Linked DNA regions of Sus scrofa: regions 1, 2 and 4 are each linked to region 3. The links are chromatin contacts, called in public Hi-C and HiChIP or PLAC-seq maps. All regions are on one chromosome and are shown on one strand. Each heading gives the region's core, a stretch centred on a gene start, on an enhancer-like site or on the middle of the called end of the contact. The rest is flanking DNA. Distances are from core to core; before and after follow the strand shown.

Region 1 (3,447 bases), core at 501-3,000, 450 kb after region 3:
AGATTTATACAGGTTTGTATGCTGGTTCTACCACATCAGGGGGCCTCTCTGAACCTTGGGTACTTTTTCTATAAAATGAGGTGAATCATACCTACTTCATAGAGTGGTGGGGAGTGCTTATGACCATGCCAGCAGAGAGCTTAGCACAATGTGTGCACGTAATAGGTGTGACCATCAATGTGCTTATGCTTACCATCAATTTGGTAAGTATTTCTATGCCCCAATGAGAGATGGGGAGACTCAATTACAGAGTGGCTGTGGGACAGGACCCAAAGACACCCTGGCTCTTCCCAGAGGCTACTAGCAAGTGTCCTTTGGTCAAAACCACTGGTTGAGTTTATGGGATGGAGCCTTACCGAGGGTGGCAGGGACAGGGCTTTTAGGACCTGGGGATATCTTTAGGACACATGGGGTGGGGGGTGAGCAAAGGAGGAGGTTTGGAGTCAGTCTCACACTGGTGCTCACACACTGTTTAGCCCTTAGAAAGCTGCGGCTTCTGGTGGTCTGAGTCTGAACACATTTTGACCCAGAATTACTCTGTGACACAGCTGGACCAAGAGGCTAGGGTCCTGGTTTCTAGTCTTTGGCTATTTTACTGAGGAGGCTTCTTGTTAGGAAGAGACTCCCTCAGCCAGTAGGGAAAAATTATCCCGAAACCACCAGTTTTCATTCCATCAGCAGGTTTCTTCTCTTTTTTCCTTTGTTAAAAGAATTGTTATTGGTTCTCTGAGCTTGCTCTTTGCCAAAAGCTTTCCAAAAAAATTCTTGTAAGATCAAGCTCTCCCAGGCTTCTTGATGGGGTTGGTGTGCAGTAGCCCCTCTAACTTCTGGCTTCCGGTCAGCATCACAGTTTGGTAAAAAGTTATGGGGATGGTGGGGGTGGGAGGGGGGAGGAATCACATGACTGGAGAGGCCCCTGAGAGCTGGTAAAGTGACCATCTTTTGAAGAAGTTACGTATGTTAAAGAACCTCGGCCTACAGCTGCTGCTGAAGGACTTAAAATCCAGGATGGTGGGTTCTCAGAGCCATTGTGAATCTGGAGATGTTTTCATAAAGGCTGCAAAAACAAACATTCCTGGTTGAAAGCAGGAAGCTACGTGCATTTAAAACCCACCCTCTGTTCCAATAACACCACGGTTCTGAGCTACCCCTGATGGATCAGCAAGGGAGGGAAAAACTCCTTCATTTCCCCACATCCTTGCTGGGCATGGAGGGGCAACTCTCACTCAGTTTTGCAGCCCTGCAAGGCTTTGAACTTGAAACAGCAGCGTCCCAGGGCTTTTACAAATGAGCCACAGCAGGCTGGTTGTGTGCTGTGGATTCATGGGCTGCCGGGGGAGGGTTAATATCTCTTGCAATTACAAATCAGAAAAAAGCCTGCATTCTTCTTCACTGCGCCTGCTTCATACATCCTTGGCAGCTGGGCTTCCCAATGCTTCATTTAGGCCCAGGCCCGTGAAGGGTCGGATCAGCAGACGCGGGCCATCAGGCGGCCATGTTAAGCCCTTGGCCTGGGTCCCCACTCGCTATGCTCGGGTGAGACAGACGGGCCTTTGTGTGCCTGGAGCCGACTAAGCCAGGATGTGACGGTGAGCTGGAATCTGACCTTTCGTGGGCTCCAGCACCTGTCAAAAAAAAAAAACGAACAAGCTTGGGGTGTTTTTTCCGCTCGGGACTTAAATGCCAGTTCTGTGACTCCCTCACAGTGGAACGGTGCCAAGGCAGTTGTGGTCAAGTCCGGCTCTCGGAGGAGCAAAGCTGACACTGAGTGATGGACGGCCCTGCGTTTCTGAGGCCTGGCCAGCTCTCAGCTCAGGAGGAATTCAAGCTGAACTGTGGACTCCAGTATCTGAGTGAGGATACTTGGAGCAGAGCAACACGGCCGTATTACTCTGGCAACCTTCAGAGTGTGTGCGTGTATGCGCACGCATGTGCACACCTGTATGTAATACATATTGGAACAAACACCCAGTCATGGTGACCCTGACAGTGGTGGCCATCAGAGGACAATTTTTCTTTTTTGCCTCTTAGGGCTGCACCCTCGGCATATGGAAATTCCCAGGCTTGGGGTCATCAAAGGTACAGCTGCAGCCACAGCCACAGCAACATGGGATCTGAGCCATGTTTGCAACCTACACCACAGCTCATGGCAACACCAGATCCTTAACACACTGAGTGAGGCCAGGGATTGAACCCGCATCCTCATGGATGCCAGTCAGATTGTTTCCACTGTGATGCAACAGGAACTCTGATCAAGGGACAGTTTTGACAGCCCCCTCTTGACCTGCCCCTGCAGTCTGAGTATGAAGGTACTGGTCAGCCTTGGGGTGGACTCGGCCACTTAGGATGTGCAGGACCAGTGAGGGCAAATAGTTTAATCTTCTTGAACCTTGACTTCCTCAGCTGTTAAGTAGGATAAAAATGCCTAATTCCAAGGGTTATGTTAGTGTGGATTAAATAACATATACCAGTCATGAGCCCCTTGCCTAAGCACCTTGGAGATCCTTGGTCACCATTCCCTCCCCTGCTGCAGGTCAGGCTGGGGCAGGAGGAGGAATAAGGGTGCTCGTTGCCATTGATCCTTGATTGCCTCAGGCACATCCTACCCCGATCCTGGAAGAGGGGCTGACCCAGCCTGTTGCTGCCTTCAGGTGTGGGAGGACAACTTTCCACCCAAGTGTCACCTCAGAGGGTCAAGTTCAGGGCTTCTTGGGTGGCCTGGTCTTCAGCTGCCAGAAGGACCTGGAGGCCTGGGTGTGGATCTATGGTTGGTGCCCTCACCTGCACTCTGAATAGGTTCAGAACCATTCAAGTGGAGCAAGGCTGATGCATGCCAACCTCCCAGTCCTGGAGCTTTTCCCTTTGCAGGGAAGATGGCCACTGTGCCTGCAGCCTTGACTCTGGAGATCCTGCATCTGCAGAGATGTCAAGCTGCTTCATTTCATAGACTAGCTAAGCTATATGAAGTAGCAGCATGGGTGGAAGGGAATGTCCACGGTTAGACAGGTGCCTGCCCCAAGGCCTGAGACATGCAGAAGACGGCAATGAAAAATCTCATCATCATTTTCAAGCCTCTGAATATTTAAAAAATATGTAAACACCTATCTTTACAAATCCGCTTTTGTATTATATTGCTCAAAATGGACATTATATTTTGGAAATGAAGTTTCAGTGCCTTTGTTTGACTTTATCACATCTCATGACGATAGCTGCAGTTTTTGGTTTTGCTTTTTTAATCAGATTTGGAGAGTAGCTCAGGTGGTATGACAGAAAAGGCAGGCTCTGCCCTGAGGAATCTCAAAGGAATAGGGCATCATTTTCTGGAGGGAATGAAACTGAAATTTGGCAACAGGTAGCTGTGACTGGCAGCTGGGGAGCACTGGCCCCAAAACTAAGACACTGGGCCAAGAAAGCAAATAGAAGCGTAGGAGCCCTCATTTGGAATGT
Region 2 (3,012 bases), core at 469-2,968, 360 kb after region 3:
GATATTGTCAAAAAGAAACTTTATGATCATAATATATTAACTTCAAAAATTATTATTAGAAGTCAGAATCTATAATACTTATATCAAACTTTTATGAGACATCTATATTTTTCATAGGATAACATATTTTAAAACTCTATGGCTGTTAAAAGTTGGAAGCTCTCTGTTAACATTTAATGATCTTGTCGGGGAAATATGATTGACACAATTAAGTTGTCTTGCATTTGAGGTACATAATTGATATGGGATGTGAGTAAGATCCTAATTCAGAACATATGATACTCTTGTTCCATTCCATTCAAGAATGAAATTAAAGCGACTTATAAATAAATCTGGTTTTCATTAAAATATGGAAAAAAACATCTGCATGCCAAAGCATTTGCAATACAGCTAAGGATCTATACTCTATATTTCATACTTGGAACATTTTTATCATATAGGATTAAATCCACAGATCAAACAAGTTTTCTAGGAAGTACAAAACTTTCTACTCAAATTCTTTTGGCCTGAAGAGAATGTATATTTAGATCACAGAAGGACAACAGGAGTTCTCTTAGATAACTCTTTTTTTTTCCCCACTTAAGAAAAATTTTAAGATTAGTGTATTCTTCTAAATCTTGATTTATGTGCTTTTTGAGATTTCTTTTTACTGGCTTGTATTTCTCAAGCTGTGGTTTTATTTTGTAAGTTTAATCATTTCTGTTCCTTGGAAAATATTCATTGCCAAACACAATTCAGTTGACTGTGACATGCACATGATATTTAAACTCACTTTACCACGCGCTACTCTGTTGCCTTTGTTGATGAATGGTAAAGAAAGGCATTGTATTTATGGTTGGTTATGTCAACATAACTTCATAAAGGAGAGGAATGTTTAATAATAACCAGTAGCCAAACCAAGGATAGAGAAATTACATTTTTACAATGAAGTTCTTTTTATATTAGGAATTGAAAGTTTTATCCTGTGAAGAGGAGAGTGTAAAGAAACCATAATCTTGAGAAAAGTGGGACAGTATCTGAAAAAAAAAAAAAAAAAACAACCCATAAACTCAGAGAGAGATTCAAGAATAGGGAGTATTTCCATTGCTTCTATTTGTAAGATCATCATCATGCTTTTGCTGACTTTACTGACATATAAAATGAACTTTTTGAACCCGATCATCTCTGAGATCCCTTCTGGCTCTAACATTTCATAACTCGTTCTAAGTTACTGCTCAGAGGAGGTGAAGTTACCTTCAGGCCCACAGTTCAGTGCTTTGGGCATTTGTGACTCCTGTGCACACGAGTGATCGTGACCTGAAAGAGTATAAGTTATAGAGTGTAATATATAATAGTACATGTTACAACGTTTAGGATTTCAAAGTGTTCCTAAGATTCTTATGCAAGAGAAAAGGGGGTTTTTGGTCCTGAGGATTAACACGCTCACTTTGCCCAAATCTTCCGTCATGACAGCAGGGATAGCAGAACTAACAGTTGGAATTTGCTTTGGTGCTCCTTTGGGCCTTTTTTCGTCCTGGCACTGCAACTGTCTGAGTCTGATTTGGGTCCCAGAAGGAAGGCAATTTCAGGCATAGAGTCCCGGGCTTTTTGCCAGCTTCAGAAATTAATTGCCAGGTGTTCCTCAATGAGGGATATTTTGAAGTTCCCATTTTCATACTTATTCAAGAGTGACTAGAAGAGGAATATGCCAAGGAGTATCATGTTGTGTTTGTAATCTGTGTCCTCTCTTAAAACCTCTTGGGTTACCGGGACAGCTTCTGGCCCACTTGCTGGAAATCCTTGTGCATGGTTTTAGTTTCTGGCACAATCACTTCCTAAAGACATGAGTTAGGGTGGAGAAGGGAGCTCTGTGATCGTGGTGTTTCTGCTACTGCTCCTTCCCTTTTTTCTGTTAAATAGGAAGTCTCAGCACCCAACAGTACCTTATAAAGACACATTGAAAAGAACTTCATACACCAGACTGTGCAGGAGACACAATGAATCATCAAGTTTGTGTTAGAAGCCCCAGTTGAAGCCCTTGTAGAGGAAATTATTTCTTTCCTTTTTTTCTTTTTTAAATTGAGATATAATTGACATATATCATTGTGTAAGTTTAAGGTGTCCAACATGCTGATTTAATACAGTTAGATATTGCAGTATGATTACCACAGTAGAGTTAGCTGACACTTCCATTTCCTCACATAATTGTCATTTCTTTTTTGTGGTGAGAACATTTAAGATCCAGTCTCTTAGGAGTTCCCCTGTGGCACAGTGGGTTAAGGATCTTTCCGCAGTGGCTCAGGTTGCTGCAGAGGCACTGATTGGATCCCTGTCCTGGCACAGTGGGTTAAGGATCCAGTGTTGCTACAGCTGTGGCTCAGATTCAATCCCAGACCCAAGAACTCCTGGACATTTTAACAGTGTTAATTCTTCTGATCCACAAACACAAACAGGATATCTTTTCATTTGTTTTTGTTTTCATTTTCGCTCATTTAAGTCTTAGAGTTTTCAGTGTACTGATCTTTCATTCCTTGGTTAGATATTAAGTATTTTATAGTTTTCATGCTATTTTGAATGGGATTTTTTAATTTATTTCTTCTTCTGATGTTTCTTTGTTAGCATATAAAAACTCAACTGATTTCTGTATGTTGATTTTATATCCTTCACCTTTACTGAATTTGTTGATTAGCTCTAACAGTTTTCTGGTTGAGGTCTTTGGGAGTTTCTACGTATAAGATCTTATCTGCAAATAAAGATAGATTTACATATTTTTTTCCAATTTGGATGCCATTTATTGCTTTATCTTGCGTGATCGCTTTAGTTAGGACTTCCAGTGTTTCGTTGAATAAGAGTGGTGTGAGTAGGCACCCTAGTCTTGTGCCACATCTTAGAGAAAAAGCTTTCAGTCTTTCACTGTTGAGTATGATGTTAGCTGTGGGCTTGTCATATATGGTCTTTATTATGTTGAGATTTGTTCCTTCTGTACTAAATTTGTTGAGGGTTTTTATCATGAGAGGATATTGTATTTTGTCA
Region 3 (3,116 bases), core at 285-2,784:
CGCATCTACGACCTACACTGCAACTCACGGCAGTGCAGCTCACAGCAGATCCTTAACCCACTGAGTGAGGCAGGGACAGAACAAGTATCCTTGTGGATACTGGTCAGATTCTTAATCCACTGAGCCACAGAGGAAACGCCAATATAGATTCTTTTTTATTGAGGTATAATTGACATATAACATTACGTTACAACATAATGATTCCATATTTGTATGTATTGCATAATAATCACCACAATGAGTCTAGTTAACATCTGTAGTATAGATTCTTATCAACTAGAAATCTTTGAAGAAGTCTCATCAACCACCTATCATTTCCACATAAAATTCTGAATGCCAACATCCTTGTGTTCTCAAAGTCCGAAACTGGACATAACCAGAAACAAAACGAGAAAGCTCTATCTGCCATGAGACCTTTCCAAATCTGAAGCCTATTACGTGGGTTTATACATTTAGCCACAAAAAACCCATTAAACAACTTTGGAACAAAGAAAGGATTTTTACTTTAGCCCAACAGACTCCTTTGTGAATTATTCATGATGTTTTCCAGTAATAGGAAAAAGGAACCAGGGGAGGAGAAATGCATGCCACCAGCTTCCATAAAATCCTAAAAACAGAAAACTGGCTCATCATGTCAAAGATACACTAGAGATAATCCCTGGGTCAGTGATAACCTGGGGACCAACTCCCAGAAATATAAAATTTCTGCAAAAGTGATCAAAACTGATCCAAAGAAAAGGCTAAACTGACTGTCCCTCTCCTAAGCTTCATTTCCTCTCTCTCTCTCAGGTGGCTAGCGACAAACAATGCTATGCAATTTTCATGTTCGTCCCAAGGACCAATCTGGCAGAAACTCTGAAGATCTTAATAGATGAATATTTATTTATTTCCCCTAAAGGGCCATTTCTACCTTCTTGCCATTGATGGAAATTCCAAGCTGTCCCAATGCTCCTGTGATGCCCCATAAGTCACAGGTGAAGTTACTGTCACAGAGTCCACTAGAGTAAAGCAATGCAAAGGGATGCTTCTCCACTAAACTGCCAACAGAGGCTAGGGCTCCAAAACCAAAACTCTAGGATGAGATTAAATATTTGGCATTGAAGCCAACACATGGTCACAGCCAAGGGGTTCCTAATTTCCTATCCTGCTGCAAGATATAGGTACAGCCTCCATAAGGTAAAAGCCACCCACTGACTGCCTATGTCACCAGCATATAAAACTCATGAGCTCATAATATAAACAGGGGAGTATTTACTCTATTCTTGGCACTGGCAAGCTTATAAACAATAGCTCAGTGGAATATTTTTGCATTGAGTTTGTTTCCTGGGTATGTTTTCTTATAAATCTGCATGCTTACCCAAAGATCGCATTACTCATTAGGCATTACAGCTGTCCTTGTGACCTAAAATCAAAGGGGTGTTACTTGGGCACTTTCCCATAAAGAACTACAAATTCCTGGGTTGAAGTTACAGGAAAATATTTGTGCACAACATCCAGCAGGTGGCACTCACATCCAAAGTTACAGGGCGCTTTCCTGTTGGCCAGGGAAATCTTTGTTCACAAAAGACGTGTTCTTACAGTTCAGTAAATAGTAGCCAGATGTCTTCTTAGTAAAAGAGCAAGAGTTTCACTCTCGAAATCTTCTTAAATGAAATTTTGACATTGGACATAAGCAGCCAGTCAATTTATGTAATTTTTTTAAAAAGTAATCTTAAAAATAGAGAAATTCCATATTGAAAACATAGTTTTGTAGATGTTATGGGCTGACTGTGTCCTGCAATATTCATATGTTGAAATCCAATCTCTCAATGTGATGATATTTGGGGAGGGGGACCCTTTGGGAGGTAATTAGATCATGAGAGTAGAGCTTTCATGAATTGGATTAGGCCCTTCTAAGAAGAGGCCAGAATGCTAACTCTCTGCTCTTTGTGCCATATGAGAAAACAAGAAGAGAGCCCTCTTTAAACCAACAAGGAGCACTCACCAAGAACCTAACCATGCTGGTATCCTGTTCTATGACTTCCAACTTCCAGAATGGTGGGAAATAATTGCTTGTTGCTAAGCCACAATCTTTAGTAACTTGGCCTAAGATATTTCTAACGTCCCTTTCCTGATCCAGCAATATTTGGAGTAGGATTAAGGAGCCACATATCACTTTGAATATTAAAAATCAAGCCAAAATAATTTTGAATAAGAATGAATCAAAGAAAAATAAAAGACTGAAAGACATCCCTTGCTAAAGATTCTCTTTTTTTTTTTTTTCCTTTTGTCTTTTTGTTGTTGTTGTTGTTGTTGTTGCTATTTCTTGGGCCGCTCCCTCGGCATATGGAGGTTCCCAGGCTAGGGGTCCAATCGGAGCTGTAGCCACCGGCCTATGCCAGAGCCACAGCAACGCGGGATCCGAGCCGTGTCTGCAACCTACACCACAGCTCACGGCAACGCCGGATCGTTAACCCACTGAGCAAAGGCAGGGATCAAACCCGCAACCTCATGGTTCCTAGTCGGATTCGTTGACCACTGCGCCACGACGGGAACTCCAAAGATTCTCTTAATGTGCGTTGCCAAATCACATTTATAAAGGCCCAGAAATTGTTGTGCAGAAAGAATGGAATCATGATCACAGACTATGCTTAGAATTTACGAACCCTCAAGTAACATGTACTAATAATAATCCATGCCATCTCTCCCTAACAAGTAAAATCAATTACTCTATTATTTTAGCAAAGTACATAGCAGCATAATAAGGTTTTATTGGCTGTGTAAAATCAGGTATACTAATATTAGCTAACACTGCCACTTACTGAGGACTTATTATACGTCATGCTCTGAAAAACCTGCACCACACAGCAATTTAATCTTTGCAAGTAGCACAATTATCTCCACTTTGTAGAAAAGGGAAATGAGGTTTAGAGGTAAGTTACATAACCTGTTTTAGCCTCACCTGCTCATTTGTAAGGTGAGAATACAAATATAAACTATTTCTTAGGGTTGTGAGAAAACAAGTTCAGACAAAGCTCTTAGCCTAGAAGTCCTAACTATATAATTACTACTACTGCTGCTGCTACAGCTGCTGCTACTCTACCACTACTACAACCACTATTGCTATTTATTAGTAT
Region 4 (3,014 bases), core at 277-2,776, 480 kb after region 3:
TCCTCCCCCACTTCCTCCTCCTCTTCTTTCCCCTTCTTCTTCCCTGTCTCCAAATTAATTTTAGCAGGGAGTCCTGGAGCAAATGATCATGTTACAAGTTCAAATGGAATGGCCCGTCATCTTTCATTATTTTTGACGTAAACAAAACTGTCAGAATTCTCCAAAACCTGCCTTTGGTTCAGGGTATTCTCTCTGAGGCCAGGAGATCCATGAGGATTAGGAAAAGGAGGGTTGCTCCAAGGTAACAAAAAGAATGTCACGGAAGATTGGAAAAGATCTCCAACTCCAAACTTGTGTGCACTTTTAGACCGTTGCATTTAAGGGGGATATTGATTAAGGCTGTGTAATGTTTACATAATTATGGCTTATTTAATAAAAGAGAGGGGTCTGCGGGCATTTCATTAACGAGATTTCTTTCTTTGACTCTTCCCCTGCAATTTCCATGGACATTTATATTTGATAAGCAATTAAAAAATAATTGCCTGGCTTGTTTCCTGGATATTGGTGCCTTACGTGGATGGAGGTGGGAGAGTGTGTTTTAATACGGAGGAATAATAACTATTGGAGTTGCCTCTTTACGATTCTGAGCCAGTGTATCAGCATTAGCACAAAAAGATTTGGGAAAAGTTTCTTATGCTTCACACACTTTGAACATGGATCTTCCTGCCAGAGATCCTGGGATGAGCTGAGTGCAAATGAATGCAAATATCTACTCATCAGAGGCTGTTTTTCTTTTTCTGGCCCCTTATTCAAAGCAGCCACAGTTTTCTGCAAGAGCCACACAGACCACACTCCAAAGCAGAGAATGATTTGGTTCAGAGTGGGGAATGTTGAGGCCTTGGTCTTGGTTTAGGGGCATTTCAGAACTTTAATATTTTGGTAACCCCTGCTCCATAAATCATTGAATTACATCAAGTCTATTTAAAACCCCTCTGGGCAGCTGTTTAAAATGCTGTCACTGCAGTAAGCAATGTCCTGAGAGTCACATGGCAGGTCGGGTGGGTTTTGTTTGTGTTTCTTTAACTCCAGTTAGGTTTACCCTCTGACTCTCCACTTCTGTGAAGAGTCCCTCCATTTCCAGTTATTTCCAAGTCAGGATATGAAGGGCACGGAGTCCCTTTGGGTTAAGCCTTCCCATCAGAACAAATTCTTTTTCCTTATGTTCTCCTAGCCATTGAGTGAAACTACCACAAATTGTTGACTGCAGATTCATATGTTTAATAAGTGAAATCTGAACTATTTCAAGAAGGCAGGCAGTTTGGAGGATTGGTTGCAGCTGGCTTTTCCTAGGTCATCATGGGGGTTGAGACCACCTGGGTAGCACCTGTGGGCAACTCAGGCCCAATGACCTCTGCCAGTGCTGCTCTTGGGCCTCCTGATTTTCTCTGGGGTCTGACAATGCAGGGGGTATCAGAGGGCCACATGTGGGGGGAGGAGCCTGGAGTGAGCCCCCAGGCTTCCCCACCCACCTCTGCCCCGTAAGAGAAGGCTGCTGCAGCTGTCCTCACAGTCACCCAAGCAGGTTACCCAAGCCTGTGATGCAATGCATGCTCCGATAGAGAGAAAAGTCTAGCTTCAGTGCACATACTCAGGACTTTTCAGTCAGAAAAATTGAAATGAAAACTCAAGTATGCTCTTAATTTCAGCAGACTTATAGCTGTTGAAATTTCAAAAAAAAAAAAAAATCAAATTCCACATTGGTGTGTGTGTGTGTGTGTGTGTGTGTGTGGTGAGGGGACCTTATCTTTCCAGAGTCTTCGCCCTCCCATGGTCTTTGTCCTTCCCCGGCATATAGTAGGTGCTTAATAAATTTTATGGATCCAAGCGAAGAGCGGGGGCTTTAGAGTAAAGATCTGAGTTCGAATCTCAGCATCCCACTGACTGGCCATGGGAGCTTGAGCAGGTTGCTTAACCCTTTGAAGCTTCAGGTTATATCGCTGGGAGTAATAAGTGAGATAAAGCATGAAACACATTATAAAGTTGGTCCTTGGACAGCGGGGGCCCCAACCTGCTCTGTGCAATGGGAAATCTGCCTGTAACTACCCTCGGTGTCCACGGTGGTTCGGTGTCCACGGTGGTTCTGTATCCACAGGTTCAACCAACCATAGACCCTATAGTAGCGTAGTAGTATTTCTTGAAAACAAAGTCCGTGTACAGACAGACCTGAAACCGGTGTTTTCAACGGTCAGCTGTATCTCTGCTCCATATTAAAGTGAATGGCATGTGTCATATATATTCTAACCCCCACTGCATTTGTCCCAAGGGCACCAAGCGAGGCACTGACCAAGGAACCAGAGCTCGTTGCACCGCTGCATTTGCCACTGAGGAAGGAGGGTGGGGCTCAGCTTTCCTGGAGGGTCCAGGGTCTTGGCTTTGGCAGGGAAGCCCTAGCCTGCTCACCCCACTGGCTCAGGGGCGTCCAAGACCCGGTGCCTGCCCCACGCCCAGAATCCTCCAGGGACTGCGGGGAGCGCAGAGCCCCACCCGCCTCCGGCTAGACATGAGTGTATTTCGAACAGGAAAAAAACACCCAACCAAACGCACCCAAAAACAGCAGCATCCCAGGGGAATGTGCGTGGTAAAGATGGCCAGCTCGTTCTGAGCCAAACCAAATGAGGGGTGGCCGCCCCAGCGCTTCCCCACGCCCCGTGAAGCTGACGGAATCCCAAGATCCCAGCAGGCGTTCCTGACCAGCCTGTCTCTGGCCCTGATCTTGCAGCGATTTCTCACTAGGTCAGTGTTTCTTTAAAAAGCAGTAAAGTCCTTCATTCGTTTTGGGTTTGTTTTTGTTTTTTCAGAGTGTGTGTGTGTGTGTGTTTCTCAAAATGCCCGGTTAAGTTTATAGAAAAGGGGGTCAAAGCAAGGAGTGCTCTGCCATTTCCTCTAAGATCTTCCTGGTCCCTGAGTTGGCCCAGGTGGAGCCTTTCCCCTGTCAGCCTGCTCCAGATGCTCCAAATGCTTCCCTGACAGAAGCAGCTCCACCCTGGAAATGTCCTCTCTGGAAAGAGGTCTTT

Evidence for each region. A called contact is a pair of places that touch in the nucleus more often than the background predicts. HiChIP or PLAC-seq counts read pairs in DNA pulled down with a chosen protein or histone mark.
Region 1: an H3K27ac HiChIP or PLAC-seq map of skeletal muscle shows a contact between it and region 3. The contact joins two enhancer-like sites. A contact is called at or near these places in 1 of 47 Hi-C or Micro-C datasets (embryonic fibroblasts) and 1 of 2 datasets of contacts at active chromatin or transcription factors (skeletal muscle).
Region 2: a Hi-C map of skeletal muscle shows a contact between it and region 3, with 5 times the contacts expected there. The contact joins two enhancer-like sites. A contact is called at or near these places in 1 of 5 promoter capture datasets (liver), 21 of 47 Hi-C or Micro-C datasets (alveolar macrophages, blood, brain and 10 more) and 2 of 2 datasets of contacts at active chromatin or transcription factors (alveolar macrophages and skeletal muscle).
Region 4: an H3K27ac HiChIP or PLAC-seq map of skeletal muscle shows a contact between it and region 3. The contact joins two enhancer-like sites. A contact is called at or near these places in 2 of 47 Hi-C or Micro-C datasets (embryonic fibroblasts and skeletal muscle) and 1 of 2 datasets of contacts at active chromatin or transcription factors (skeletal muscle).

What each region holds. Positions count from the first base shown.
Region 1 is chr1:190,048,686-190,052,132 of Sscrofa11.1, forward strand. No RefSeq gene overlaps it. Among named protein-coding and RNA genes, the nearest start is that of TMEM30B, 120 kb to the right of the region's middle. Within about 2 kb of position 1,751, at least 19 of the 83 cell types and tissues checked have an H3K27ac peak or open chromatin away from gene starts, as enhancers often do. A contact at or near this core is called in skeletal muscle, where this site is marked.
Region 2 is chr1:189,960,728-189,963,739 of Sscrofa11.1, forward strand. All of the region lies in intron 6 of SLC38A6 (solute carrier family 38 member 6), which reads left to right. Among named protein-coding and RNA genes, the nearest start is that of SLC38A6, 39 kb to the left of the region's middle. Within about 2 kb of position 1,719, at least 2 of the 83 cell types and tissues checked have an H3K27ac peak or open chromatin away from gene starts, as enhancers often do. A contact at or near this core is called in skeletal muscle, where this site is marked.
Region 3 is chr1:189,598,062-189,601,177 of Sscrofa11.1, forward strand. No RefSeq gene overlaps it. Among named protein-coding and RNA genes, the nearest start is that of SIX1, 25 kb to the right of the region's middle. Within about 2 kb of position 1,535, at least 6 of the 83 cell types and tissues checked have an H3K27ac peak or open chromatin away from gene starts, as enhancers often do. A contact at or near this core is called in skeletal muscle, where this site is marked.
Region 4 is chr1:190,082,740-190,085,753 of Sscrofa11.1, forward strand. No RefSeq gene overlaps it. Among named protein-coding and RNA genes, the nearest start is that of TMEM30B, 87 kb to the right of the region's middle. Within about 2 kb of position 1,527, at least 6 of the 83 cell types and tissues checked have an H3K27ac peak or open chromatin away from gene starts, as enhancers often do. A contact at or near this core is called in skeletal muscle, where this site is marked.